Linked DNA regions of Mus musculus: regions 1, 2, 3, 5, 6 and 7 are each linked to region 4. Evidence: chromatin contacts called from public promoter capture Hi-C data. All regions are on one chromosome and are shown on one strand. The core of a region is the stretch at or near the end of the contact, and the rest is flanking DNA. Distances in the headings are between cores, read along the strand shown. Region 1 holds the start of Pgap6 (post-glycosylphosphatidylinositol attachment to proteins 6). Region 2 holds the start of Fbxl16 (F-box and leucine-rich repeat protein 16). Region 3 holds the start of Mettl26 (methyltransferase like 26). Region 4 holds the start of 1810013A23Rik (RIKEN cDNA 1810013A23 gene). Region 5 holds the start of Decr2 (2-4-dienoyl-Coenzyme A reductase 2, peroxisomal). Region 6 holds the start of Rhbdl1 (rhomboid like 1). Region 7 holds the start of Axin1 (axin 1).

Region 1 (3,648 bases), core at 252-2,751, 2.2 Mb after region 4:
TATACCAACTCCTCGGAAACCAAAAACAACAACCCTCAAAGAAACAAGAGCTCCGGGCTGGAGAGATGGCTCAGCGGTTAAGATCACTGACTGCTCTTCCAAATGTCCTGAGTGCAAATCCCAGTAACCACATGGTGGCTCACAACCATCCCTAGTGAGATTTGACTCCCCCTTCTGGAGTGTCTGAAGACAGCTACAGTGTACTTACATATAATAAATAAATAAATCTTTAAAAAAAGAAACAAGGGGCTGGTGAGATGGCTCAGTGGGTAAGAGCACCCGACTGCTCTTCCGAAGGTCCGAAGTTCAAATCCCAGCAACCACATGGTGGCTCACAACCATCCGTAATGAGATCTGACTCCCTCTTCCGGAGTGTCTGAAGACAGCTACAGTGTAATTACATATAATAAAAATAAATAAATAAGTAAATAAATAAATAAATAAAAAAGAAAGAAACAAGAGCTCCAAGGGAGGAGGGGGTGGAAATGGGAGGTACAGTCAACATCCGGAAAGGTCCAAGGAACACCAGGTAGCACAAAGGTCTCCCGGGGAGTTTCCCGCCGGGCAAGAGAAGGGAAAGTACTCATCTTTCCTATTTCTAAATGTCTGCGGGTAGGCAGAACACAGAGGGTCAAAGATCTAACTGCCTCCTTAAACTGTAGTCCAGTGCGTTCCCACTTGCGGAGCAGAAATAACAAAAAGCAGTTAGGAAGCTCCCCTATAAGGGAGTACCCTTTCTTTACATCCATTCTGGTCAGCCAGCTTCTCTAGGGCCAGCTGGCAGCACAGTCGGTGAGAAGCAAAATCAGCAATCAAGAGTGACCTTCCTGGGATTGGATTAGGAACATAATGCTGGTTAGACCCCCCCTAGTCCAGGGTCTGCCCAACTTTCTCTAGCTCAACCCTTCTACCAGATACTGTCCCTTGCGTCACCACGGTTCAGCTATTCTTCGGAGATAGGTTCCTCTACCTCCCAGCTCTTGGGTGCCACAGTCGCGTCTCTAAAGCACAGGAGAGACGGACCGGTAGAATCCGCTCCAAGTGAGCGAACTCGGCGGGCCCGGAACGGAAAAGCGGGCATGGGGGTTTTTCTGGCCCGGATGCCCCGCAGGGGGCGCAACCCAAGATGAGAACCTCGTTTCAACGCCGCGCCAGGTGAACGCACAGGTGCCCCCCGTGAGTCACAATCCCCGCCTCCCGCCCGCCCCCGGCCCGCGCCGCGGATGGCGCTGTAGGCCCGCGGGCTCACCGCTCTCCTTGCTGTTGCTGGCGGCGGCAGGCGGAGGCCGAGCCAGGAGCAGCAGCAGCAGCAGCAGTGACCCGGTCGCTGCCTCCCGCGCTGTGCCCCCGGCCCCAACCCGGCCCATGGCTCGGCGCTCAGCCCGAGCTACCCCTCCCGCGTCCCGCGCCGCTCGCCCCCGCCTGGGCAGCCCCCGCCGCCTCTGCGGCCGCCGCCACTGCCTCTGCCCGGAGCTCCCATGGCTCCGATAGACCTGCCGCCAGCGCCCCGGGCACTTCCGCCTCCGAGGCCCCGCCCCGCAGGGAGCCGGCCTGCGGTCTAGGTTCCTGAGGATGCTGGACCGCGTCACCTTGGCCAGAGTGGAGGCGAACAGCAGGGGGCCGAAAAGGTCTCATTGGAAGGGGACACGGATTCACTGGGGATCACTCAGCTTGAGGGGGTGGGCGGCAAAGGATGAAGGGTCCTGTCGAACGCTTTGGGGTACCAGACGACAGATGTCACGTATACGTGACATATACGCCCGAAGGTGCACTCTGACCTTGCCTGGAAGAACCGAACCTCCAGCTGCTCTCAGGACCCCTCACACCATAACCATAAACTGCCGCAAAAGTATAAGAGACCAAATGGAAACGGGAAGGTGCACTTTGAGTAACCGAGTTTCATGTCAGTGTCAGATGAACTACTCTGGGTACCAAAGGGATATATTCCAAACATGTTAAAGATGTGGTTGCAAACTGAAAGCCCAAAAAGAGAAGTTGAGGCTTTTTTCAGAGGGGTTCGATGCAACAACAAAAGTAAAACAATGCACTAAAAACATGCGTACAAAAATAAGCCAAACATTTGTGGCCCGTGCCTTTAATTCCAGCACTGGGGAGGCAAAGGCAGGCAGACCTCTGAGTTCAAGGCCAGGGTAGTTTACAAATAAAGTCCAGGACAGCCAAAGCTATTACACAGAGAAACCCTGTCTTGAGAAAAAAAAATTATAAATAACACCAGGTCAGGTTGCAGCCTATCATGAAAAGCTGAGTACAGTGGATCTCAGCTGAAGTCCCAGTGCTGGCAAGGCTAGAACAAGAAAATCACCAAGAGTGAGGCCAGCCTGACCTACAGATACTAGTAAAGTGCTCCCCACATCAGTATTACCTGCCTTTTCAGGAAAGTGATAAGGGACCAGGGTGGTCATGGTGCACACCTTTAATCCCAGCACTTGGGAGGCAGAGACAGACCAACCTCTGAGTTCCAGGTACTCAGAGAAACCCTGTTTTGAAAAGCTGGGGGAAAAAAGTCAAAGTGCTACATGCTACAGGATTCCTAAAACATTATGCAAATTAGAACAACAGGACCACCTCCTGTGTTAGAGAATGTTAAAAAGTTGGAGCATATTTATCCTTTTGCCAAACAAAGATCAAAAAGCTCTTTGGGGAGATGGGGCCCAAATTAAGGAATGTCCCCAAGGAGCCTCCGAACTCTCCAAAAATAGCCCCAGCCTGTAGGAAAACTATTTCCTTTGTTATCCTGCCAGGGTTCACTGAAGTGTGGGGCTGCATCCACCCACTGTTCTAATGGTAGATGCATATATAAAGTGGTCACCCCTACTGAAAGTGACTGTGGTCACATGAGAAAGGGCTGGTGGGGCAGAGCACACCTGTATCTCAGCACAAGGAAGGAAGAAAGGCCCCACCCACCGGCAAGGCAAGTGGATATCTAAATTCAAGGCCGGCCTCGGGTACAAAGGGAGTTCCAGGACAGCCAGGGCTACACAAGAACTCCTTTCTCAACACCTCCCCTTTCTCCTCAAGAAAAAAAAGGAAAATATTGTGCTTTGTTTGGGAATGATGTACTGTGTTAGGAAAGTGGGGGGGGGGGGATGTTTTAATTGAGTGAGAGAAATTCACATCTTGTGTTGGAGAGAGTGATAGCCACAGGTTAAAAGCCCTTGCTCCTCTTCTAGAGGACGAAAGTTCAGTTCCCAGAATCCATGTTAAGTGGCTCATAACCACCTGTAACTCCAGCTAGGGGATCAGATAAGCTCCTCTGGTCTCCTAGGCCACTCCCATAGAAAAATAAAATTAATTTTCATGTCTATGTATCAAAGGTATGGAATATCTGCAAAAGAAGTTGGCATCTGGTCACCGTGCTGCGCCCTGGGGGAAGGGAGACAGGAGGCTAGGAATAGAAGACTGAACCATACCTGCTTTTATCGCTTAAATGTTTTACACAGTAGGGGGAAGGGAGAGGTAAGCTTGCTAGCAGCATTGAAGAAGGCATTGAAGACTGAAGGGTGTAGGTCACAGAGGAAGGAAACAAGGTAGCCAAGCTAAAGGAGACCCTTTGTTGCTGTGGAATCCGGCTGAGCCCTGCAGACCCCAGCTGCAGGGGGCCCTCCAGCCACTCTGAATTTAAAGCGA
Region 2 (3,750 bases), core at 905-3,404, 2.5 Mb after region 4:
TCTGTGACAGTGCTGTGACTCAGGCACATTCACATCCCTGCCACTTTGCACGTGTCAACCACAGCACTTTTCTTCCACCCCCTGCTGGAGCTGCCTCTGGGGTGTGTGTGTGCCAGGGACTTGGGGATAGGGAGACCCTTGGCCCAGGAGGTAAACAGACCCAGGTTGAACCTAGGTCAATGCTCCAGAAGATCAAACTAATGCTCTGTGACCAAACTAAGGGCAAATAGTCACGACAGGCTTCATCTTATCACGCCCCCCCTCCCGCTGTTCTGTAGAATATGAGACCTTCAAAACCCAAGGCTCCTTTAGACACCTGCCAAGTGAGGCCCACCTGCACTCTCTGCAGCCAGTTTGGCCATCTGACCACTAATGGGGACAGTTCAGGGCTGCTCACTGACCTCCTGACCTTGCTTTGCTGCCTTCCCCCCCCCCCCAGTGCCAGTCCCGGAAGGTTCATCAGTGACTCTCAGAGGTGAAGGCTTATGGTCAGGAAGGTTGAGTGATGCCCACCAGAAGCCCCTTCTAGTGCCTCTGAAATAGAGAGCCCAATCTCTCAGGGCTACCTAGATGCACTTGTTTTAACTTCATCAGTGCGAGACGGGACCTGTTCAGGTGTATTTGGGAGAACAGGTGAGTGCATACGTGTCCTGGACTTACAGTATGGGTGACTGGGGAGGCAAATAGTGAGGGTGGCAGGAAATGAGGCTGCTGAATCTTGGGCTATCTCAACATCACCCACGTTTTCAACCTTGACTTTCCCTCTCTTCTCCCAATGGCTCCCAGCCCGGCCCTCAGGCCACGTCTAGGCAGGAAATCGAGGCTCCACCATGCCTCTGACCTGATCTAGGCAGCCCCTAATCATCCAGGCTCCTGTCCCAACACCGGCCCCCCCCCCGCCCCTCCCCCCTGCTGCGATGAGGCTGCTGTCCAGCACTTCATCAAAGTGTTGGGCTGGAACAGAGGGTCCCGTGTCCCGAAGGGGCAGCAGGGAGGCCTGAGAAGACCCTGGTCAGTGGGCCCTGGGACAAGATGGCAGTGGAAGTCGGGCCTCCAGGAGGGAGCAGGTGAAGTGGCATCTGCCATCTGCTCCTGGGAGGTCAGCTGCTGGCTCGGGCTGGGAGGGGCTAGCAGGAGGGCTGCTAGGCCAGATCCAGGCCTCAACAGTGCAGCCTTCTCTCCTGGGATGACGGGTGGGGAGGATCCCCCACTGACTAACATCCTAGAAGGACATGGAAGCCCTGCTCAGCAATCTCAGGATGCCCATTCCCCATTTTGAAGCCTTCCAATCTTGGCCAAGGCCCATTTTCTTTTTCTAGAACCAAAGACATGCCAGCCCACTCCCTGGTATAGAGCTGTGGGCGGCAGCTCTATACCAGCTCATGTCCAGAAGGCGTCCAGGACCCCTAGGCCACATATCCACATGGCTCCTCCCTTTTAATTGTATCAACACCTGTCACGTCCTCCAGTCCGCCGGAGGCTCATAGGGCTGGAGTGGGGAGAGCCCAGAGCCAAGCCAGAAGGAGTGGGGGCTGACGGCCTGCAGTTCCGCGTCCTCGCAGCCACCGTGCTTCCTCTCAGCAATTCCGTGGTACGGAGATACAGCCTGACCGCGCTGCCGGTAGCGAGCGGGGCGCAATCAGGCCGGCCACTAGGGTTAGGGGCTGCGGAACCGCTGGCTCAGCGGCCGAAGGGTGAGGTGGGGAAGGGGCTGCGATTACGTAAGCCCTGCTCAGGCGGCGGCGGCCGCGGCGCAGTCCCAAGTCCCCACCCCGCCCCCTCCTCATTGTAGCCTTCGCGGAGGCAGTGGCTCGACCTGGACCCTCCCCTCCCCGCAGCCTGGCCGCGCGCGCACACACACCTTACCTCGGCCAGGGCTTCTGGCTCATGCCACGCTGTCCGCCGGGCGACCTCGCGTCATGGGGAGCTCAGCACCCGAGCCGCCTAGCGCGGAGGCGGCCGAGGTGCTGGACTGGCTAGCAGGGCCCGACTGCGCCCCGCGCCCGGCGCCCCGCGCCAGGGCCCTCTCCGCAGAGTTCCGAGCGGAGCTCCCCGGTGGGAGAGGATCTGCCGCCCTGAGCCTCCCACCGGGGAGGCTGAGGCTGTGCCCAGATAAATAAGGCCGCTTTGCAGGGAACCCGGCGGGCGCCTCCTCCCTCCCCTTCCCCTCCTCCCTGCGCTCCTCCTCCGCGCTCCTCCCCGCGCTCCTCCGCGGCCGCCGCCGGCGCCGCGCGTGCCCCCCGCCCGGCCCTAAGAGCCGCGCCCTCGCGCGCTCCCGGCGTCCGGACCAATCCGGGTTCTAGAGCCAGGCTGAGGTGTCGAGAATCCCCAACCCCGCCCCGCTCCTCTCCGCGCGCTCCCGGTGCGGTACCGACGGGCACGCGCCAGGCGGCAGCACCCGCTCAGCGGCCGGTGTTCGCACAATAACAAACCCCGTAGGCCGCGCGGCCGAAGAGCAGCTTCGAGTGTCCCATCTGCACAAAGTGGTGGCGACCCAGAATCTTGCCAGCTGAGGAGAATTGCGGTCCTTGGCGCGAGCGGTTGGCAGTGGGGTTCCGGATCCTGCGCAGATGCAACTGGCCCTATGTGCCCTTGCTTGGATTGCCACCTGTGAGGGCGAGGAAAGAGAAGCCGAGTGGAGACATCGACATCGTCGCACCTCCACACACACACACACACACCCTCCTTATGGCCCCTAGGATTCATATCCCTTCCGATCCTGTTGCGAGTCAGGCAGAAGAATCCCTGTTCTGGGTGACATAGTCACACACTTGCAAGCAAGTGACTAAAGCAAGCGTCAATGAAAACACAAGACAGTGGAGTGATAGTGGGGAGGGGTTACTTCTGACAATGTCACAAATGATCTGAGACGCCCTCTCTGTCCCCATAGCACTTGGTAGGAATGGTTCGAGAATCGACCTGCCTTATGGAGTTCCACAGGTTCGCTCTGAGATGAAGTAGAGGTCAGGTGGTGGCAGCCTGTATGGACCAGGGAGGGTGGTTTGTGTAAAAGGACCCATTAAGGGCTGCTGGAGAGCCAGACCTCTCAGCAGGCTAAAGGGACCCCAATCTGGGTCTCTCTTGAGACCAGAAACAGCAGATGTTGGGACAGCAGAGTAGCGTCTTGGAAGAGAAGGAGCTTCAGGGTGGAATGTCCTCAGATGAGACCAACTGCTGTGGAGATGGGAGGTCTGTCTCCTGGGAATGATGTGAGGCCTAGGGGCAATAAGAAAGGGAAGTAAGCTGTATCCTAGCTGGTGTGTGTGTGTGTGTGTGTGTGTGTGTGTGTGTGTGTGTGTGTGTGTGTGTGGTGTATGATCATATATGTGAAGGTGCAAATAGAAGTTAGAGGGCAGTCTCAGGTATTTCTTAGGCAGTGTGTGTGAGTGAGTATATGTGTGTGTGTGTGTGTGTGAGAGAGAGAGAGAGAGAAAGAGAGAGAGAGAGAGAGAGAGAGAGAGAGAGAGAGAGAGAGAGAGAGAGAGAGAGGAGAGAGAGACTGATATTAGAATCCTCTTCTACCAGTCTTTAAAAAAATTATATATTTTATGTATGTGAGTATACCATGGCTATCTTCAGACACACCACAAGAGGGCGTCAGATCCCACTACAGATGGTTGTGAGCCACCAGGTGATTGCTGGGATTTGAACTCAGGACCTTTTGCTCAGGTTAAGCAGTCAGTGCTCTTAACCACTGAGCCATCTTGCCAGTCTGTCTTCTACCACTCTTTACCCTGTTTTGTCTTTTCT
Region 3 (3,625 bases), core at 707-3,206, 2.4 Mb after region 4:
CACTATCTCCACCCCACTCCTCACCCCCACCAGCACTGTCTCCACCGCACCCCCACCAGCCCTATCTATTCAGTTGGAATCCTTCCAGTAGATGGAGCTTCCAGTTCCTAGTTGAGGTCACCAAGTAGCACCAACTCACTCTTGGGAGCCCTCAGACAGACATACAAGCTTGTCTCCAGGGACATAGGAGAAAGTCAGCTCAGTCCTGCTTCAGCTACACCCACCCCAAGCCCTAATCATCTCCCAGACCGGTCCCCTTTCGCCCTCTCCCAGGTATTCCCAGCAAGCAATGTGGTATAGATAGCCCACAGTGGGCTGGAAAGGATTTATTTTAAGGCCCCTTCAGAACAGGTTCTCTACAGCCCTGTGGCCACCAGACCAGGAGGGGCTAATTTATCCCAAGGACTGAGGGAGGGGCTGAGGTCTAGCTTGTACCGTGACAACTTTTGACAGAGATGCTATTCTTTCCGAAAAATCAGGCACTTGTTGTTGGCTGGCATGTCCACCTGGAAAAACGCTTTGCTGGAGTGACTTGGTTTTTTTTTTGTTGTTGTTGTTTTTGGTTTTTTCGAGACAGGGTTTCTCTGTGTAGCCTTGGCTGTCCTGGAACTCACTCTGCCTCCCAAGTGCTGGGATTACAGGCGTGCGCCACCATGCCAGGCTGGAGTGACTCTTAATCACAGGGAGGCTCCCCACCCCCACATCGCCCTGCCTACCATCCTCTCCAGGACCAAGCCACTGGCCTGGCCTAGTTCCTCCAGAAGGACTGTGTCACGAAGCCCCCACTCTGGGTTCCTGCAGTTGGGGAGGAAGGTAGAAGGCATTTGCAGAGTTGAGGTTATGATCCCGCCTACCCTCTCTCTGAGCCAAGCTACCTCCTAGCCAGATCTGACCTGCATCTGAGGGTCAGGTCAAAGTCCACGTTGCTCTGGGGAGAGATCTTCCCATTGACGGCATAGGGCTGTGAGAACAAGACACAATACATAGGCCCAAAGTCAGTCGTTCCCACACAGCTAGTTTGCAGGATAGGATGGAGTTCTTTCCATAGGAGTATAGAAAGAATAACTTTTTTCTGCACTCAAGAAGGAAAAGGGCTAGCTAGGTCCCGGGCCCTGGGCTTCAAGAGTGGGGAAACACCCAAGGCTGATAGGGGTGTCTTAAGGTAGGGTCACTCACCCCGTAGGTGATCAGCACAGCCTTGGTTTTGAGCAGGTGTCCTGCTGCTCTAAAGAGCCCCTGCAGAGGAAGGCAAGTAGGGCACAGTAAGCCGGGAGCTGGAGACTCATGCTTTCCTCTTTGCAACGTGAAAGCTGGGCTCCACAGTGGTCCCCACCTCTGTGCAGTTCAGGGGGCTGATGTGGATCATATTGATGCAGAGCAACAGGTCCAGCGATCGGGGTGGGATGCCGCCCCATTGCTCCCACTCCCAGGTCACGTCCAGGTACAGCGGAGCCTTCACATTGGACAACCCTTGGGCTCGGGTGGTGGCGGCAATGCTGTGGAGAGCAGCAGCGCATGGGCAAGGGCTGACGAGGCCCCTCAGTGATCGGGGTGTGGGGGGAAAGTCCTGAGGAGCAGCAAGCGGGTATCTTTGTCGACCCTACAGCCCATTGCTTCTACTACCTCAGTCTGGCACCCAAACCTAGGCCTGTCCTGATTTCCGGTCTGCCAGCCCCGCCGTTCACTCAGCCCCAAGCGGCCGCAAGGGAAAGACACCGCGCCGCCGCACCTGTCCAGGCAGCGTTGGTCCACGTCCGACGGCTGCCACTCGGCATTCGGGAAGGCCTGTGCAAAGTGTGCCGCGTGCTGTCCAGAGCCCGAGGCCACCTCGAGCACGCGAACACAGCGCTGGGCAGGATCCACATACTGGCGGAGTACGGACAGGATGGGCTCCTTGTTTCTCTCAGCAGCCGCAGCCATCATCATCGCAGCGGTGCGGCCAGCCCCAGCCAGAATGCGCGCGGGGCACCACGGGAGCTGTGGTCCAGCTCCTGCGCGGGGCACTACGGGAGTTGTGGTCGAAAGGGCCAGCCGCTTGCAACAGTATAACTGTTAGGAGGCCTCTCAACTCCTAAAAGGGTTTGCATCTGCGGGAAACTGATTCCGGCGGCCGGGATTTAGCGGTGACTTCGGACAAGGAACAAGGCTCGAGTAGAGGCTATGGTTTCCTGGAGTCTTTCAGCTGTATTTGTTTAAAAGCTCATTTGTTGCGTTTGCGCCTCACCTTTTTTGGAATGGTGTTTAAGATTGCAAGGCATCCTTCCTTTTCAGAGATGAACGGGAAAATAAAAAGAACATGCGCCGCCCGGGAATCGAACCCGGGTCGCAAGAATGGGAATCTTGCATGATACCACTACACCAGCGGCGCTGTTGAGCGAGACTGCAGTCCGTAGGGCATACGAATTGTGACGCAAGCATGTTAATGTAACAGCATTATGCCTGTGTCTTTTCTGTTGCGCTCCGTTTCTCTATTGGCAAGCGTTTGCAGAACAACATATCCCACCAGATCCCAAAGTGTTGTTGCTGTCGTCCAAGGGAAAGGAGAAAATGTGGGTACCGTGAGATTTATAGACAGGATTTGGTTCTGCGCCATGGAAACCATAGCGGTCGCGATCTCTTGGAAGCCTGAGGTCGCGCTCAGGTCCTGAGGTTCAACAAGCCAAGCCTTGTGGGCATGGGCGGTAACAGAATGGAGCTTGGGGAACCCAGATGCAGGAATCCTCGGGTCTGGGACACTTTGGGCTCAGATGAGCTTTGTGTGACGCTGAGACGGCTGGCATTAGCTCGAGGTCCACGGATAGATAGCAGGAGGCGGTCAGTGACTATTGAAATGAAATTCGAAGCGACAAGTGCACGGACAAGGGTACTTCTCTGATTCTCACCTTTGTGTGGTTTGAAGTGGTTCATTTCTCACAGGGGCTGGATTTTAGAAAATGTCCGAGACGTTCACGCTTGATTGCCAACAGTTAGTTCAAAGGTTGCGTGGGCTACTCTGCCCCATACTACATCATGGAGCTCAGGGTTAAACATGGCTCCTGCTTGGGGCTGTGTTTGAGGTGTCTATTCAGCCGGAGTGACCAGGGGTGTGAGTGTAGTCAAACTGTTAAACTATGTGAGTGACATGGCCCAAGGATGAGATATAGGGTGGCCACTCTAGAAATGCCTCTGAAAAGTTATCAGTCCAGACTCGGGGAAAGTCCTGAAGTCCAACCCCTCACCCACTCTGAGCAGCCCCTGACAGATGGTTATGGATGTCTGACATTGGTAGTGACCTTGACTGGACCTGAGTCAGACTCTCCCTTTTACAGCCTCAGCCTCTGCATACCTGGCTTGCTTTTCCCATAGATTATTCGTGGGATTTTGGGCAGAGGAGCTGGGGGTGTGAGCATCTTCCATATGTCCAAGTTCAGGAGAGGTCGTGGATGATTCTTTCTCTCCATCAAAGTGCAACACTGTTCTAAACATGCCCTGTCTCAAGGAGAGCCCCTGGAAGAGGGCCTGGGACAGCCAGGGAGCTACTTAAATTTCAACTGGGGCCTGTTGGTGGTGGTACTGGAGAGTCAGAGGCTAGTCCACAGTGAGAGAAACTGTCTGGAAAACAAAACAAACAAAACAAAACAAAGAA
Region 4 (3,608 bases), core at 518-3,017:
CCTATCTCTGGCATTATGGACCTGCTGACATCACACGGGCATGCTGACATCACACAGGCATGCTGACATCACACAGGCATGCTGGTACTGAGTGAAGAAGTGAAGCTTGAAGCTCTGCCTATGAGGTGACTCAGTAGGTAGGGCATGACACATGGCACTTGCCATCAAGCCTGGTGGTGCCCTGAAGTGAGCCCACATGGTAGAAGGAGAGAACAGACTCTTTCCTACAAGCTGTGCTCTGACCATCATACATGGGCACAGGCACACACAGAGATAACAACAAACAAACAAACAAACAAACAAACAAATGTACATAAGTAAGAACTTTAAAGAAAAGCATCGGCTAAGCTCCCAGGAGCAGTTGAGGAGGGTGCTGACGTAAGGAAGCCTCAGGTCAGCCTCTGTTTGCTTCTGAGCACACACCTCCTGGGGCTTTCGAGTTCCAGATAAGGGCTGCTTCACTCAGCTCTGGAAAGCAGGAAGTCCCCAAGGCTTTCCTGGTCCCTGAGAAAAGGGACAAAGCGGTTGAGTGGAGAGGCAGCGGAGCAGATGGGCTCTCCCTGCCCTAGTAGAGCACTCTAGAGATGGGAGCCCAACCATGCCCTCCACAGATCTACCCGCTAGGATCCCCCAGATTCCCTTGGCAGCCTGCACGCTCACTCAGGAGGGGGTCTGCGGATGTGACAGAGAAATAACGCCGGAAGCAGGCTACAGGGGTGACACCTGCACACCACATTAACAGGACAGTACACCTCACACACTCAGGTCACACTGGGCTCCTTCACCTCACAAGCAAGGAACCGGCTCGACACAGAATGCCGAGGACACATGCCTCTGTGCACCAGATGTTACACTGGTGACAGGGACAACCTGTAAACACTGGTTCATTCAGGAGTGCTGAAATGCAGGCTCTGAGGTGGCCATGAGCCAGGGGAAGACATCCCAGCACTTTCCCCAGCCTGCACAGAGCAACCTGTTCCTTGCCAGGACTCTCCGGCCTTGGCCTCCAACTCATGAGCTTCCCGGGAGGCCGAAGAGGGAGGACAGCACAGAACAGGCACTCGGAACGCCCAGAGAGCTGACTGTCTTGGTGCTGTGGCAATAGGCAGAGGACAAGGTGGCCCAGACAGGAAAGACAACAAACTGATTCAGCCCTAGCCACCGACTTCTCAACAATAAATGCTCTGGAGGACACCGAGGAGTGCTAGGGACAGAGTCCTCTCTACTCACCCAGGGCTCAGGAGCGGCTTCCTTGAGGATGCGGATGCTGCAAACTGGATAGAGACAGGTCTGTGGGCTGGCTGTGGGCCGCCGCAGCAGAGGCCACTCAGCCAGTCCCGGGCCACTCGGCACTCAGCTGCCCAGCCCTCTTTTCTGGAGGCCTCTACCACAGTCTCCACCCAAATCCTGGGGCTACAGCAGGTGGTAGCTCCCCACCCACCATAACCTGCTTGGCAAGGCCTTCCGCACCTTTCCCCACTGAAGCTTCCTGCTTCTCTCTTCCCCAGGAGTCCAGATCGAGGCAGGGCCTTCCTTATCTACCTGGGATTCACAGGCCAGCTTGGGAACCCTAGGCACTGACCTTACCATGGCTCACAGTCTGCTCCTTACAGCCTGCACGTCCCCGAGGGAGTAGGTGGGGGTTGGAAGGGTGCCTGCAGGATACCTTGGACACAGCCTTCCCTCTAAAAGAGGCTGAGAGCAGGCAGGGGGCCTGCAGCTAGCCCAGCGGAGGGCCTGCTTTCTACCTGAGACTGCCAGGTGCACAGGGCGCTGGGAAACACAGGGTGTGGTGTCCTGGGAGCCCTGTACTGGAGTGACCTTAGTGCTGGCCAACCACATCAGAGGTAGGACTGGCACAGGGACAAGGCAAGACTGTCCCCAAACACAAGTAAGCTTGGCTCATGAGCAGAGTGGCCTGGCCTGGGAGCTCAATCTCACGCAGCCTCGGGTCCGGAAGTGCTGTTACAGTCATGCGAAGAGGCAGCAGGGTTGAGTGGTCCCAAACCCAGGAATACTGGTTCTGAAGGTTCATCACAAAACGCTTCTTTCTTTTTTTTTTTTTTTTTTTTTTTTTGGTTTTTTGAGACAGGGTTTCTCTGTGTAGTCCTGGCTGTCCTGGAGCTCACTTTGTAGACCAGGCTGGCCTCAAACTCAGAAATCCGCCTGCCTCTGCCTCCCAAGTGCTGGGATTAAAGGCGTGCACTACCACACCCGGCTCACAAAAAAAACGTTTCTTAACTGCCATTACTCATGACATGGGAGTGATGGTCGCCAGTGGCTCGCACACGCAGAGGTCAGTCCTTCCAGGCCTCTGCTGGTACTAAAGGCATGGCCTTTAGGTGCCTTCTATACAATGGGATTTCCATTCTATAGTCCTGGCTGGCTGGGAACCCACGATCTTTCCTGAACCTGCAGGTGGCAGGCCTCCTAGGGAAAGCAACCTCCCGCCTCTGAGACAAGGTTTCTCACAGGTCTGGAGGCTGGTGAGCAGGCTAGGCTGGCCGGTATGCCCCAGAGACCCATCTCTCTCCACCTCCCCGTGCTGCGCTCGCAGGTGCACAGCCAAGCTTTTAGTGCAGGCTCTGGAAATGGAACTTAGGCCTTCACACTTCATATCAGAAAATTAAATTAAAACGAGCGTGTGGGGCCCCGTGCCTGAAACGCCATTATCAGCACAGAGATATGGGAAGATCTGGAGCCTGAGACCCTCCTTTGTCTCAGGCATCAAAAAATGAAGGAAGCAGGAAAAGTCAGTTTTTTTTCTTTTAAAATTCATAAAGTGAAAACATTCCTTTAAAATTCTGTGTGAAAGACACAGAATAATTTATAAATTGAAGGGTTTCTGGAAATTTCTGTTCCTTGTTCCCAAATCCTGACAGCCAGGGACTGCTGGGAACCTGCAGTCCTTTAGGCCCTTTCTTATGTGGCTCCAGGGGCAGGCTCCCGCAGGCACGCACGCACAGCAGCCAGAGTCCTCCTCAGGTAGAGTCACTTCCTGGCCCGGCGTGGGTGCTGAGCATGTGTAAACACACTGACCCAGGCACCAACAGCTGTGTGAGGAGACCACACAGGAAGCAGAGCCTGCAGAAGAATGAACGCTGGCAAGGTGGGAAAGGCCAAGCAGGAGGGCTAGTGGGGCAGGCAGAGCCAGTGAGCCGCACCTCGCTGAGGCATCCAGCTCTCAGATAAGGCGCAGGCCGTGGCCTTGGATCCCAGGTATAACACGTGAACCTAACTCTGAGGTTGGACTTCGGAGGGGAGACCTCGGATGGCTCAGTGGTTAAGAGCACTAACCCTCAGGCTCCATCCCCAGCGCTTGCACGGTCTCTAACTACAGTTCCAAGAAGATCTGACACCCCCTCTGGCTTTCACGCAGTACTGCATACACATGATGCTGATACACATGCAGGCAAAACACCAGTAAGTATAAGGTAAGTTAAATCGGAGTGGAAAGAGACAGAAGAAAGAGAGAGAGCACCAGAGGTCGGCAAAGTCAGTGGAGAAGCAGAGGGCCTGACATCTTAAACCCAGCAGTAGGGCGCTCCCTACCCTGAGGCATCCACTGAGGCAGCTCTTTCTGCCTGGGCCACCTCAGCCACTACTCA
Region 5 (3,749 bases), core at 98-2,597, 2.2 Mb after region 4:
AAGGTCCCCCTGCCCCCAGCATGGGCAGTGACAGCAAGCCTGATGGGATCCTGCTTTCAGTTTACCTACCTCCTACAGGGGAGTAGAAAGTCCTAGGTGAGGAGTTAAGGCCAGTGTATAATGCCGATCCTGGATTACTACTCCCCTAGTCCCAGCTACCACCGTATTCTACTTATTTCATTGGCACGACTACAGGGCCAAGCTATAGGTCACCAGAGCAATGATGCACCATGATGTCCCATAGTCATGACAAATGTGGAGGAAATTGCTTTACTCAAGCACTTTAATGAGTGTTTTTATGCATGGTATAAAACATTAGGCCTGAAGCTTAGAGCTTTGAGTAAAGAAAGGAAGGATCCCTCGACTTTGGGTAAATGCAAGAACCAAGCAAGAATCCAGGGCCCATGAAATTGAGAATCCAATTGGGGTTCTTTTGCGGGCGCTGGTATAGCTCCTGCCCATCTGATTTGTCTGAGGATGGCAGTAAAGAATAGACCGGACCTGAGGCTTCTTCAAGGCCCAGTGAGCGAGCCTTCAGTAGGAGTACACACCAGTCTTTGTGGGTATTGTGTATCAGGTCTCCTGAAGTTGGAACAGCAGAGCCTAACACTCCAAGGGCTACTCTCATCTCTCCCTCAATGCAACCCAGGCACAAAAGAGTATCCTCCACTCCCGACCTGATGCTGTCCATGATGACCACCACGGCCTGATGTCCATTTATGTTCACATTGACACATGTAAGTCACATCTCACCCCGGATCCCAGAGTCACTGATTCAGTTGCAGGTACATCATGACAGCTTCTGTGGCTAATTTGATAAGTCATTTCACTCTTTGACATCTAGACAATGGAACCCAGTTCTTGGTTCTCTGAGTTTCAGTGCAGTGATTCTTGCCAGCCAGCAAGAGGTTCACTCTGGACTTTCCACCCGGGTTAGCCACGAGAGGGAGCTATTGGGTTTGCAAGCTCCAGATTCTCTGCACTGGGAGGTAGTGTCCAAGAGCGGTGTTCATCTGGAGTTCCGACTTCCACAGCTGATAGCACGCAGCCCGGCCAGCTTGGGTATATGGACTAAGTGGCTGCACAGACACCAACTGGGAAAGGAACCGGGCATTTAACTGGCTGGAGCGTCTCTGGGCCTCTGTATCAGTGCCTCCTCCCATTCTCAGTCCCAGCAGGCTGCGCGCCACCGAGGGCGGGGTGTCCGCCTGGTCGAGTGGGAAGGGCTGGAGGCTGGGAGTTGCGGGAGGGTCTGTGATAGGAAGGCTTGAAGGGCCCAGGCACCTTTTTGGGGTGGGGCGCCCCTGTCCCACCCCCGTCTGATGGGCGGCTTGATGTGGGGGCAGAACTTTGGTCCTGGATCTTTCTGGGCGGAGCGAGCAACCTGCAGAACGCTGCGTTTTGCGTTGGAAAGGTAGATCTGGTTCCTGGTTCCACTGTCCTTGCCATCCCGGACACGCAGCAATCATGGCCCAGCCGCCGCCCGACGTTGAGGGGGATGACTGTCTTCCTGAATACCACCATCTCTTCTGCCCGGATCTTCTCCAGTGAGCTAAAGCAGGGAACCAGGGGGCGATCCAGACTTGGGGCACAGGGTTTAACGAATCTGCCACTGGATGTGACATCACAGAGGACAGATGCTCAGTACTCCGTTCCTGGGCAATCGTAGACCTGAAGTTTCTTGGGGTTCTGGAAGAATGGGATGAGGGACTGAGGGTGGAAGCTGCTCACTTTGTTTTGTTTTGTTTTAGAGACAGGGTTTCTCTGTATAGCCTTGGCTGTCCTGGAAGTCACTTTGTAGACCAGGCTAGCCTCGAACTCAGAAATCCGCCTGCCTCTGCCTCCCGAGTGCTGGAATTAAAGGCGTGCGACACCACGCCCGGCGCTTGCTCACTTTTGAAAACAAGTCTCTCTTGGTAACTTACTACGCAGAAAATTTTAGGCTAAATAAACTCCTTCACCTCCGAACTTCTAGGGAGCCTAAAAATAACCGACTTTAAAGATTGCAGTTTTATGGCTGGGGATTTATGTCTTGCAAATTCATTGAGTACCTGTTTAGCAGGAGCATGTTTTCCTTCATAGCGAAACTGGGTAGAAGTTCATGGAGTGAAAGTTCTCCACGGGCCGCTTATCTATTTGAGCTTGAGTTAACAGAGATCTATCTATCTAAAGCTCTTCGAGATGAGGTTTCTCTGTGAAGCCCTGGCTGTCCTAGAACTCTCTCTGTAGACCAGGCTGGCTTTTAATTCTTGGTCCCCCTGTCTCCACTTCTCACAGGCTGGAATTACAGGCATGCATCCCCCATCAAGCTAAAACATGGTTTTCAAAGAAGAGTTTAGGGACTAGAGAGATGGCTGAATAAGTTCAGAGCACTTACTGTTCTTGCAGGAGACCCAGCATTGGTTCCCAGCATCCACACGAGGACTCAACTCTCTGTAGGCACACAGGCAAAACACTCATACTGGTAAAACAAATAAATATTTAAAAATGACTACATTTTCTTGTTTTTGAAGGGACAAAGTGGCCTTTATCACAGGTGGTGGTTCTGGGATTGGCTTCCGGATCGCAGAGATTTTCATGAGGTACACACTACCGGAACCCTTCCTGCCACCTTACGTCCCTTTGTCTGGATCTTGGTGGATTTGGGGGAGTGGTTGAATGCTGTCTTGGGGAGAGGTCAGGACCTTTGTGGTCTCCTAGAATTAGTTGAGACTGTGTGTGACTAGCCTCACAGCCTCGTACGTTGACGGGGTGCTGCTGATGTGGGAGAAGAGTGTCCCTTGGACACAGGTTTTGTGACCTCATTGAGAGGATTAGCAGCTCGATACCAAAGCTGGTGGAGGCTCAGAATTGTGGAGGTGGAGGTAGAAGAACCCTTCTCCAGTCTTCCCCAGCACTCAGCTTTTCACAACTGGACGTGAGTCCCACAAGAATCGACTGAGGCTCCAAGTAGTAGATTATTATTCAGAGCTGGTGGCTTTATGAAGTTTCTTCTAGTAGAACAAAGCCCTGTCTATTCAGAGTCGGGAAGATTAAATAAGCTGGTGTAGCTTCTATGAAAACCTGTGGAGCAGGTCATAGACACTGTTGTCACCGGGTGGCTCCCCCTCTCAAAATGGGCTCCTGTTCTTCACTCCAGTGTCCCAGCAGGGCCCTGCACAGATATGGGATTGACACCAGTATCCCACTACACCCTCTCTGCCATGTACATGGTATCTGAGGCAGGGTACCCCAAGCCAGAGACACACCACAGACACCTAGGAGTGGGCAGCCATGGCATCCAGAAGTCTGTCTAGACTTACACAGTTGTGCCTGCTGCCGGTCAGGCCAAGAAACTAAGAAACTTGGGGGAGTTCCTTCTGGAGTAGTGCTTGCTGGGAGCCCCCCAGGGTTTGTCCCTCATCTTTTCTTCTCAGGCCTACTATCTGGTTTTATAGGCATGGCTGCCACACTGTCATCGTCGGCAGGAGTCTGCAGAAAGTGACCACGGTGAGAAGAAAGCTGTGGGGAGGAGTCCTGAGACCCAGAGGATAGAAACAGAACAAAATCTGTCTCTTCTTGAGCAGAGGAGCTCAGTGGAAATGGAGTCTCAGAGATCCCCTGGACTTTTTTTTTTTAGAAGTTTGGTTATTGGGTCATGTTTTTAGAAGTTGTCTGGTTCCAGAATGGCTCAGTAGGACCGTCAGTGTTAAAGGCCATCACTCCAGCCATCTACCCTCCAGGCCAGGCGGAATGTAGGCAGAAGGTGG
Region 6 (3,703 bases), core at 929-3,428, 2.4 Mb after region 4:
ACACGGCAAAGAAGTATGGGCTTTCGGCCTGTTGGAGTAATATCTGTGTGGCTGGCTACAGGGTCCCTGGGACTGATGTGGGTTCCTGCTCAGGAACTTGGTATTTAGATCTTGGCTTCCAAAAGTCTGTTGCCCTATTCCAGGCCTGTCCTGCTGAGCCTGAGAGTACTGGTGCCAGGTGTGAGGCCTTAGCCTTGGAGGGAGGGAGGATTGTGTGTAAGGGGCTGGGCTGTGGGTAAGGAATCCAGTGACCAGGACCCGAAGTTCTCAGGGTGTGTTCCCCCCCCTTCCTGGTTGTGCATGGCCAGTGGACATGTAGAGGGCAAGAGGTAGTGGTCAAATCAGGGAGGGACCCGATAGTCACAGAGGTCCCACCTTTTTGTCAGGTGTGGAGCCTTATCCACACTGCGCCAGCTGCAGAGCAAGCGGAACTGACTTTCCTGATTAAATTTCACTTGTCTTTTCCATCTCTTGGATTTTGATCTCTCAATGCAACTTACTTTCTCTCTTTCTCTCCCTCCCTTCCTTCCTTCCTTTCTTCCTTCTTCCTTTCTTCTTTCTTTCTTTCTTTCTTTCTTTCTTTCTTTCTTTCTTTCTTTCAAAAATATGCTTATTTTTATGAGTTTGAGTGTTTTGCCTGCCCATATATGTAAGTGCCCCGTGTGTGTGCCTGGTACCGACAGAAGCCAAATGAGTATGTCAGAGTTCCCTGGAACTGGAGTTAACTAATGATTGTGAGCCATCCCGTGGGTGTTGGAAACAAACCCAGGTCCTCTGCAGAGGCAGCAAGTGCTCTGAACCACCAAGTCCTCTCTCCAGCCCCATAAAAAATGGCTTTTCAATCGCAATGTGACTGCTGTTTTTGTGTGAGTTGGAAATGCCACCTGACCCTTCTGAGACGTCTCCCCTGTGTCCTGGTTCCCATTCTGTGGTCTCACTAGTCATGCTGATTAATGGCTACGGAAGGTCCAGTTAAGGGGTCTGCTGTCTAGTAATGCCAGCATCCATCAGTGTCATGGGGGTGGGGGTGTGTGTGAGAGGGCTCCTGCTGCTTCTCTGGGAACATTGCTTCTGCTGTTGGTTCTTCATTGCCCCACACTCCACACAGCCCAGGCAGCCTGCCTGGCTCTGCTGAGAACCTGGGCTTTATGTGTAGCCTGGCTGTTACAAGCAAGGGCCAGCCATAGATCTCAACCTGGCCAGAAGCTGAGTGAATGATGGACTCGGAGTTGATCCTGTGACATGACCTCCTACCACCAAAGACACCCAAACAGGAATCCATACACTCAACGAGTCACTTGGGTTGGGTCAGGTGGGTTCTCTCTGCCCCAGAATGTCCACAGAACAGGGATCCCTGAAAAATGAGGCCTTTGCCTCCTGCTCCAGTCCCAACCTACTGGCCTGCCGTCCCACTGAGCATCTAGGCAGGCTGCTTATTGTAGGCAGCTGTATTCCCTGTAGAGGCCCATCGGGCAAGAATAACTGCCATCCCATCTTTGCAGTAGCAGATTGTTTTGAATGATACTTGGGGGGGTTGCCATGGTTACACATCCTATTGGTCTGTCACCTTCACTGTCCTCAGGAGCACACCCCCTCCCTTATCCAAGCTGCAGTCAGTTCTACCTTCACGTGGCTATTTGTGGCTCTTCCTGGCTATCCCCTGTGCCTTCTTGACTGGTGTTTTTGCACTGGAGGCCCTGCTATCTCAAATCCAATTCAGGGATGTTTGGTTAGAGCTTCCAGCCTTGGCCATGAATAGGGAACCTGGGGCTTCGTTGCTGGAACAGTGCAAATAAGGACAAGTGTGTCTACTGAAAGCAGCTCCAGCTCAGGAGAAAGTATGATGGGAGCAACTGGACCTTGACATTCTGGGGATGGGTCACAGACCTATTTTTAGTAGAAAGAAAGTATCCTAGGGAAGGTAATAAAACAGGCTGCCTAAGAGGGTATTGGGTGCTGCAGGCTGCCAGCTATGGCCTACTGGGAGAAGCTTCTGCCGCACGTGGTGCAAGAGCTGGACGCAGGCAGTGGTTCTGGGTCGAGCTGTTCGGTGGGGGACGATCTACCCAGGCAGTGCGTCGAGTTGGGGCCGCGCGTGCGCGTGCAGGATATGCGCGTACTCTGGCTGTGTGCGCGCTGGGCTGGCATCTCGGTGACGCTGTCTGAGCTCGGGGAGCGCAGAGCAGAGCAGGCGGAGCGGGCCGGCCGGGGCGGAGCGGAGCGGTCCGCAGAGCAGCCCCTCCCGGCCTCGGCCGACCCCGGCCCTCGGCCCGGCTCTATGGACAGGAGCTCGCTGCTGCAGCTCATTCAGGAGCAGGTGCGTGGTGGGTGGGAGCTGGCACTGCCTTGGCGCCCTTCCAGCCGGTGAGGGGTTCGGGGGAGGGACCATGCTCGCAGAAGGCCCAGGCAGCCGCCTCCCAAACCCCCCTCCCTGCACGACCTTGGTCTCTGAGACTCCCGACCCCAAGAAAGGTCTGGCTTCATCGGGTTTCCACGGAAAGCTGGGGATGGAGGGTGGTGGTCCTTGGACCTAGGTCCTTCCCCTTTCTAGGACTGGTAGAGCGAATATGAGGTGGTAGAACAGCCAAACCAGGCACCTTGCCCTGCCAGGGCCTGGGAACAAGCTGGTTCTAGCAAACAGGCACTGACTGGCACAAAGGTCCAGCCTTCCTAGCCAGCCTAGCTCAGCCCTGTGGCTGGGAGTTGGCCCACCCTCTACTCCCCCACCACAGCAGCTGGATCCTGAGAACACAGGCTTCATCGGTGCGGACACCTTCGCTGGTCTGGTACACAGCCATGAGCTGCCCCTGGACCCCACCAAGTTGGACATGTTGGTGGCTCTGGCTCAGAGCAACGAGCGGGGCCAGGTCTGCTACCAGGAGCTGGTGGACCTGGTCAGTGCCATGGTGTGTGGGCAGCAGGGGAGGGCCCAGGCCTGGTCAAGCGCAGCACCCTGACCAAAGCTGGGTGGGCACACAGCTTTTTACTGGGTAGGGCTTACAGACCTGGGCAGTGTGGAAGACCCTCAGACCATTAGCAGCCACACAGCCAAGTAAGGTAGGGTTCCACAGGAACAATACTGTCACCTACACTAAGGTTCCTGCCCTTCAGATCAGCAGCAAGCGTTCCAGCAGCTTCAAGAGAGCCATTGCTAACGGACAGCGGGCACTGCCCCGAGACGGACTGCTAGATGAGCCAGGCCTGAGTGTCTACAAGCGGTTTGTGCGCTATGTGGCCTACGAGATCCTGCCCTGCGAGGTGGACCGCCGCTGGTACTTCTACAGGCACCGCACCTGCCCACCCCCTGTGTTCATGGCCTCGGTCACTCTTGCCCAGGTGGGCCTGCCTACACATTGCCCTGGGGCCTCCTGAGTCCCTAGTCTTGACCAGCCCTAACACTAGTGTCCCCAGATCATCGTGTTCCTGTGCTACGGGGCACGTCTCAACAAGTGGGTGCTCCAGACCTACCACCCTGAATATATGAAGAGCCCTCTGGTGTATCACCCAGGACACCGTGCTCGGGCATGGCGCTTCCTCACCTACATGTTCATGCATGTCGGGTAAGTGAGCCTTGCCTTCCAGAGCCTCTTCTCCACTCCTACCCCCAGCACCTGCCCACTGACTCTGAAGGCTTATCTCCCAGCTAAGTTACACTGCCTGAGGTGGTCTGGAGTAGGCAGGGTACCCATCTGACCACCTCTGC
Region 7 (3,422 bases), core at 646-3,145, 2.1 Mb after region 4:
GCATGTGGTAAGCACATTGGATATCTAAAACATCACACCAGCCCATCGTGTCTACTATGCTCTTATCTAGGATATCATCACAGGAAAAAGGGGCCTGCACTCCTGGCTACCTGTACCTGAACACGAAACATTCCCCAAAATTACTAACACTGAAACAGCCCAATTTCCAATAACCCCTGGGCTCCCACAGAGAACATCTAACACTTAAGGCACACAGAAATACCACACATAAAGCAGCTATGATAATTCAGTAAGAATCTAAAGCCCATTGCACCAAATCCAGCCTCAAATCTGCAACCAAGACTTATAAAGTGACTCTATAAAGGTAATATATAAACCTGATATCATATATAAAATTCCCTTTGACACTGTCAAAACACACAGCCCTGGGTGTATTTGTATATATTGCTTATACTCAAGTATAGCTTCCAAGCTTATGATTTAGGTGGAACGTGGAAGTAATAATATGACTATCATACTAACGAGCCATTGATTAAATTCTTGAAAGGTCAGGACTCTCATTTCATATCTAGTGCAGTCCCCCATCACATAAAGTCGTAACGGTGTTTCTCTGAAAGATGTAGGACAAGTCAATACTGCTGAAAAATCAAACAAAATCTCTGTGCTCCCTATATTTTCTCGGCCCTGAAGTGGGCTCTAAAACTGAAACCAGCTAGTACTGCCTCTCTCAGGTAAAGTCAGACTCCATGTTCTCCAAAACGGACTGTGAGTAAAGGAACGCATTGGAGTAAAGGGGAGGAGTACACAGTTATTGCGAACTCTTTACAAGTTATCTTCAGATGAGCCGAAAAAAATCCTTATGCCCAACTAAAAATGCTCGCTCTGGGCTTTGGTTTTGGGTGAATTTGTTTTGTTTGGGGGGAGCATTATTAAGTAAGGCAATGAACACCAGGACAAGTGGTTATCTGGCAAGCCAAACCACACCAGAGAGTGCCCTCCTTGGATTGTTCTTACTCGTCCCTACTTTACTTTTTCATAGGGACTAGGGGATAGCGCAAAGGAAGACACACACACAGTCTAGCACCAGCAGCTTCTCAGCACCCACTCACCCATATCCTAAATGTGTCCCAGACCCATCAACAGTACACCACACTCGGCAGACACACACCCACCTGTACATCATTCTTAGAATCCTTGCTTTTCCTTAGTCCCTGGTCCTGTTCAAACAGGCCTTGCTTTCCCCATGCCCTACTATCGTCCTGTCCCTGGCACATCGCCCCCCCCACCCCCAAGCCCTTCTCCTCATATATACCTAGCATACCATGCAGTCCCCACGCCTCTACTCATACTGCGGAGCCTGCCACCTCTTCCGCTCAACGTCCCCTTGGATCTCAGGTCTCCCTACGCCGGGCACAACCTCGCACATCAGGGGCCGCGCTCCGGCACGCCTCCCGCCCGCAACCCGCGCGCCCCTCTCTTCCGGGTCCGCGTACGCCGGCCTAGCGCGGCCTACTCCCGCAGCCCCGGGCAGCAGGCCTCCGCGCCACAGGAGCGCGCCCGTCGGCTCCCACTACTCACCAGCGCGCGGCGGCTGTGGAGGCGCGGCCCGGGGCCTGGCTCCCGGCCCGGCGAGGCCCATGCGCTCAGCGGCGGCTCAGCGGGCGGGCCACGGCGGGGGCGCGGCCCTGGGGGGCCCCCATCGCGGCGGCGGCGGCGGCTCGGCGACCCGTGGCCCGGAGGCGGCGCAAGGCAGGCCGCAGAGCGCCGCCAAAACCGGCTGCTCACTCTCACCAGCCCTCTCTGGAACCAGGCTCCAGCCCGACCCCAGCAGGCTCCTGCGGCGGCGGCCGCAAGCGCTTCCCTGAGCCGGGAGCCTGAGCCCAGAGCCCTGAAGCCCAGGCCTGAGCGCCCCCGCCGGCGCCGCCCGGAAGTGCGGGGGCGGGGCCGTGGTGTGGGGCGGGACTGCTGCGGAGGCTGGGTCTCGTTGTAGAGGCAGAACCACGGTGTGGGGCGGAGCTTCTAACACGGGGCGGGTGGGAGTCCGAGGACAAGAAGAGTAAGGGGCAGAGTCTTGAGCGAAAGGCGGGACTGCGGCGTACTCAGGAGCCAAGCACTGTCTTGCGGTGGTGAAGGCGGGGCGTGAACTAGGAGTGCCGCTGAAAAGAAACGTAGCCGCGGAGGATGCCCAATGGGGCAACGACTACTGCTCGTCCCGAAAGGTGCCATGGGAAACAGCCCTGAGCGCGCTCAACAACCACAGCCATCACTGAACCCTAGGCCAGTACACTGAAGGCAGACCACTCATATCTGATCGCAGATGCTATTGAGAGAGTAGAGTTTCTGGGTAGCTGGTCGCCCTCCACACAAATACACACATAACACTTATAATGTCTGCAAGGCATCTCTTGCTAAGTCTGCAAGCGCAAAGAGTCAACTCCATTTTGCCCCACCACAGGAACATAGATGCACAACTCTCTACTTGGCAGGTCTCAACCCTCGGTCAGCCACATCCCAAGGAGAAATATGTGAACACAAGTAATTACTGCACTTAAGAATGTCATCTACCAGTCAAATCAGCCCCTGACACCTCTCAGGTAGTCCATTTTGCAGACAAAAAGTTGTGACCTAGGCTTAGTACGCACCCACCCAGACCTCACCTTGGCCAGAGGACTCCTGGTACCCATACCACCCTATACTGGCTGCATCTGCACTTGCCATCTACATGCTTTTATACTGCTGCTGCCAGTGCCACTGCCATGTTTTGTTCTGGACATTGTTCTCCCTCATTGCCTTGTCCCTTCTTCATGGCTCACAGGCAAAAGCAGTAGTACTGGCTTCAGACTCTAAACCCACAGCTGACTGGGGTGATCCTAACCCTGCCACCTGTCCCTTAAGAGGACTTAGCACAGTACCGAGGACCAGGATTGCTATGTATAGAGAAGGAACCACTTGAACTATAGCTACTAGGGTGACCAAGCCTGACAAATTCCCCTCCTAGACTCATCACTGAGCCTCAGGTCTGGGGCTGGGGTATAGATAGTGCCCCCCCCCTCAAATGCCAGGACAAGTTTCATGTTCACTTCTGTCCATCTAATGCAGCCTCAGGTCCTCCGGCCTCTGGGCACTGGAGACTCTCTAGCAGCCCCTGACCCAGACCATTCAGCCTCATACCATTAGAAGAAACAATCACGACCACTGAGTGAGCAGTAGATAGCCTTGGCCTTGGGCATCCTCCCCACTCCCAAACCCGGACCCCAATGCTTGCCTTGATTCTGTAGAGCTGCTGCTGCGGCCAGGCCAGGCTCTCGGGATCAAGTCCACGTCCATCCTCCTGCTGGCCCACGGTGGTAGGTATCCCCAAGCCCTGGGACCAGAGTAGGGCCCTCGGGCCTCCAGCTCCTCGGGACCCCTGCCCTGCAGGGACAGGAAGGGAATCAGGAAGCCTGGAGGAAATGCAACGG

The links. Promoter capture Hi-C pulls out the DNA fragments that hold promoters and counts their contacts.
Region 1: a contact with region 4 is called in a promoter capture Hi-C map of liver, with 6 times the contacts expected there. The contact joins the promoter of Pgap6 here to the promoter of 1810013A23Rik in region 4. A contact is called at or near these places in 2 of 39 promoter capture datasets (liver and pre-B cells).
Region 2: a contact with region 4 is called in a promoter capture Hi-C map of pre-B cells, with 5 times the contacts expected there. The contact joins the promoter of Fbxl16 here to the promoter of 1810013A23Rik in region 4. A contact is called at or near these places in 2 of 39 promoter capture datasets (liver and pre-B cells).
Region 3: a contact with region 4 is called in a promoter capture Hi-C map of liver, with 5 times the contacts expected there. The contact joins the promoter of Mettl26 here to the promoter of 1810013A23Rik in region 4. A contact is called at or near these places in 2 of 39 promoter capture datasets (liver and pre-B cells).
Region 5: a promoter capture Hi-C map of liver shows a contact between it and region 4, with 4 times the contacts expected there. The contact joins the promoter of Decr2 here to the promoter of 1810013A23Rik in region 4. A contact is called at or near these places in 3 of 39 promoter capture datasets (hippocampal neurons, liver and pre-B cells).
Region 6: a promoter capture Hi-C map of liver shows a contact between it and region 4, with 4 times the contacts expected there. The contact joins the promoter of Rhbdl1 here to the promoter of 1810013A23Rik in region 4. A contact is called at or near these places in 1 of 39 promoter capture datasets (liver) and 1 of 9 other capture datasets (liver).
Region 7: a promoter capture Hi-C map of liver shows a contact between it and region 4, with 6 times the contacts expected there. The contact joins the promoter of Axin1 here to the promoter of 1810013A23Rik in region 4. A contact is called at or near these places in 2 of 39 promoter capture datasets (liver and pre-B cells).

What each region holds. Positions count from the first base shown.
Region 1 is chr17:26,111,169-26,114,816 of GRCm38.p6, reverse strand. It overlaps Pgap6 (post-glycosylphosphatidylinositol attachment to proteins 6), which reads right to left and starts at 1,501. Exons shown (of 13, transcript NM_021793.2): 1 at 1,250-1,501. The coding sequence starts at 1,367.
Region 2 is chr17:25,807,503-25,811,252 of GRCm38.p6, reverse strand. Fbxl16 (F-box and leucine-rich repeat protein 16) reads right to left here and starts at 2,154. Exons shown (of 6, transcript NM_001164225.2): 1 at 1,867-2,154.
Region 3 is chr17:25,873,831-25,877,455 of GRCm38.p6, reverse strand. It overlaps Mettl26 (methyltransferase like 26), which reads right to left and starts at 1,956. Exons shown (of 6, transcript NM_026686.2): 1 at 1,730-1,956; 2 at 1,334-1,496; 3 at 1,177-1,236; 4 at 894-961; 5 at 717-795; 6 at 293-506. The coding sequence starts at 1,926. The coding sequence ends at 459. It overlaps n-TGccc7 (a tRNA gene), which reads right to left and starts at 2,368; the gene lies at 2,298-2,368.
Region 4 is chr17:28,269,867-28,273,474 of GRCm38.p6, reverse strand. 1810013A23Rik (RIKEN cDNA 1810013A23 gene) reads right to left here and starts at 1,767. Exons shown (of 3, transcript NR_045427.1): 1 at 1,588-1,767; 2 at 1,231-1,274; 3 at 312-504. The region is part of intron 2 of Ppard (peroxisome proliferator activator receptor delta); the gene reads right to left.
Region 5 is chr17:26,087,762-26,091,510 of GRCm38.p6, reverse strand. Decr2 (2-4-dienoyl-Coenzyme A reductase 2, peroxisomal) reads left to right here and starts at 1,347. Exons shown (of 9, transcript NM_011933.2): 1 at 1,347-1,547; 2 at 2,514-2,582; 3 at 3,438-3,489. The coding sequence starts at 1,468.
Region 6 is chr17:25,835,602-25,839,304 of GRCm38.p6, reverse strand. It overlaps Rhbdl1 (rhomboid like 1), which reads left to right and starts at 2,178. Exons shown (of 8, transcript NM_144816.1): 1 at 2,178-2,317; 2 at 2,733-2,894; 3 at 3,112-3,336; 4 at 3,412-3,560. The coding sequence starts at 2,279. It overlaps Rhot2 (ras homolog family member T2), which reads left to right. Exons shown (of 19, transcript NM_145999.3): 19 at 1-848.
Region 7 is chr17:26,137,159-26,140,580 of GRCm38.p6, reverse strand. Axin1 (axin 1) reads right to left here and starts at 1,895. Exons shown (of 11, transcript NM_009733.2): 1 at 1,540-1,895. It overlaps Gm46600 (a long non-coding RNA gene), which reads left to right and starts at 1,829. Exons shown (of 3, transcript XR_001782196.2): 1 at 1,829-2,180; 2 at 3,240-3,308.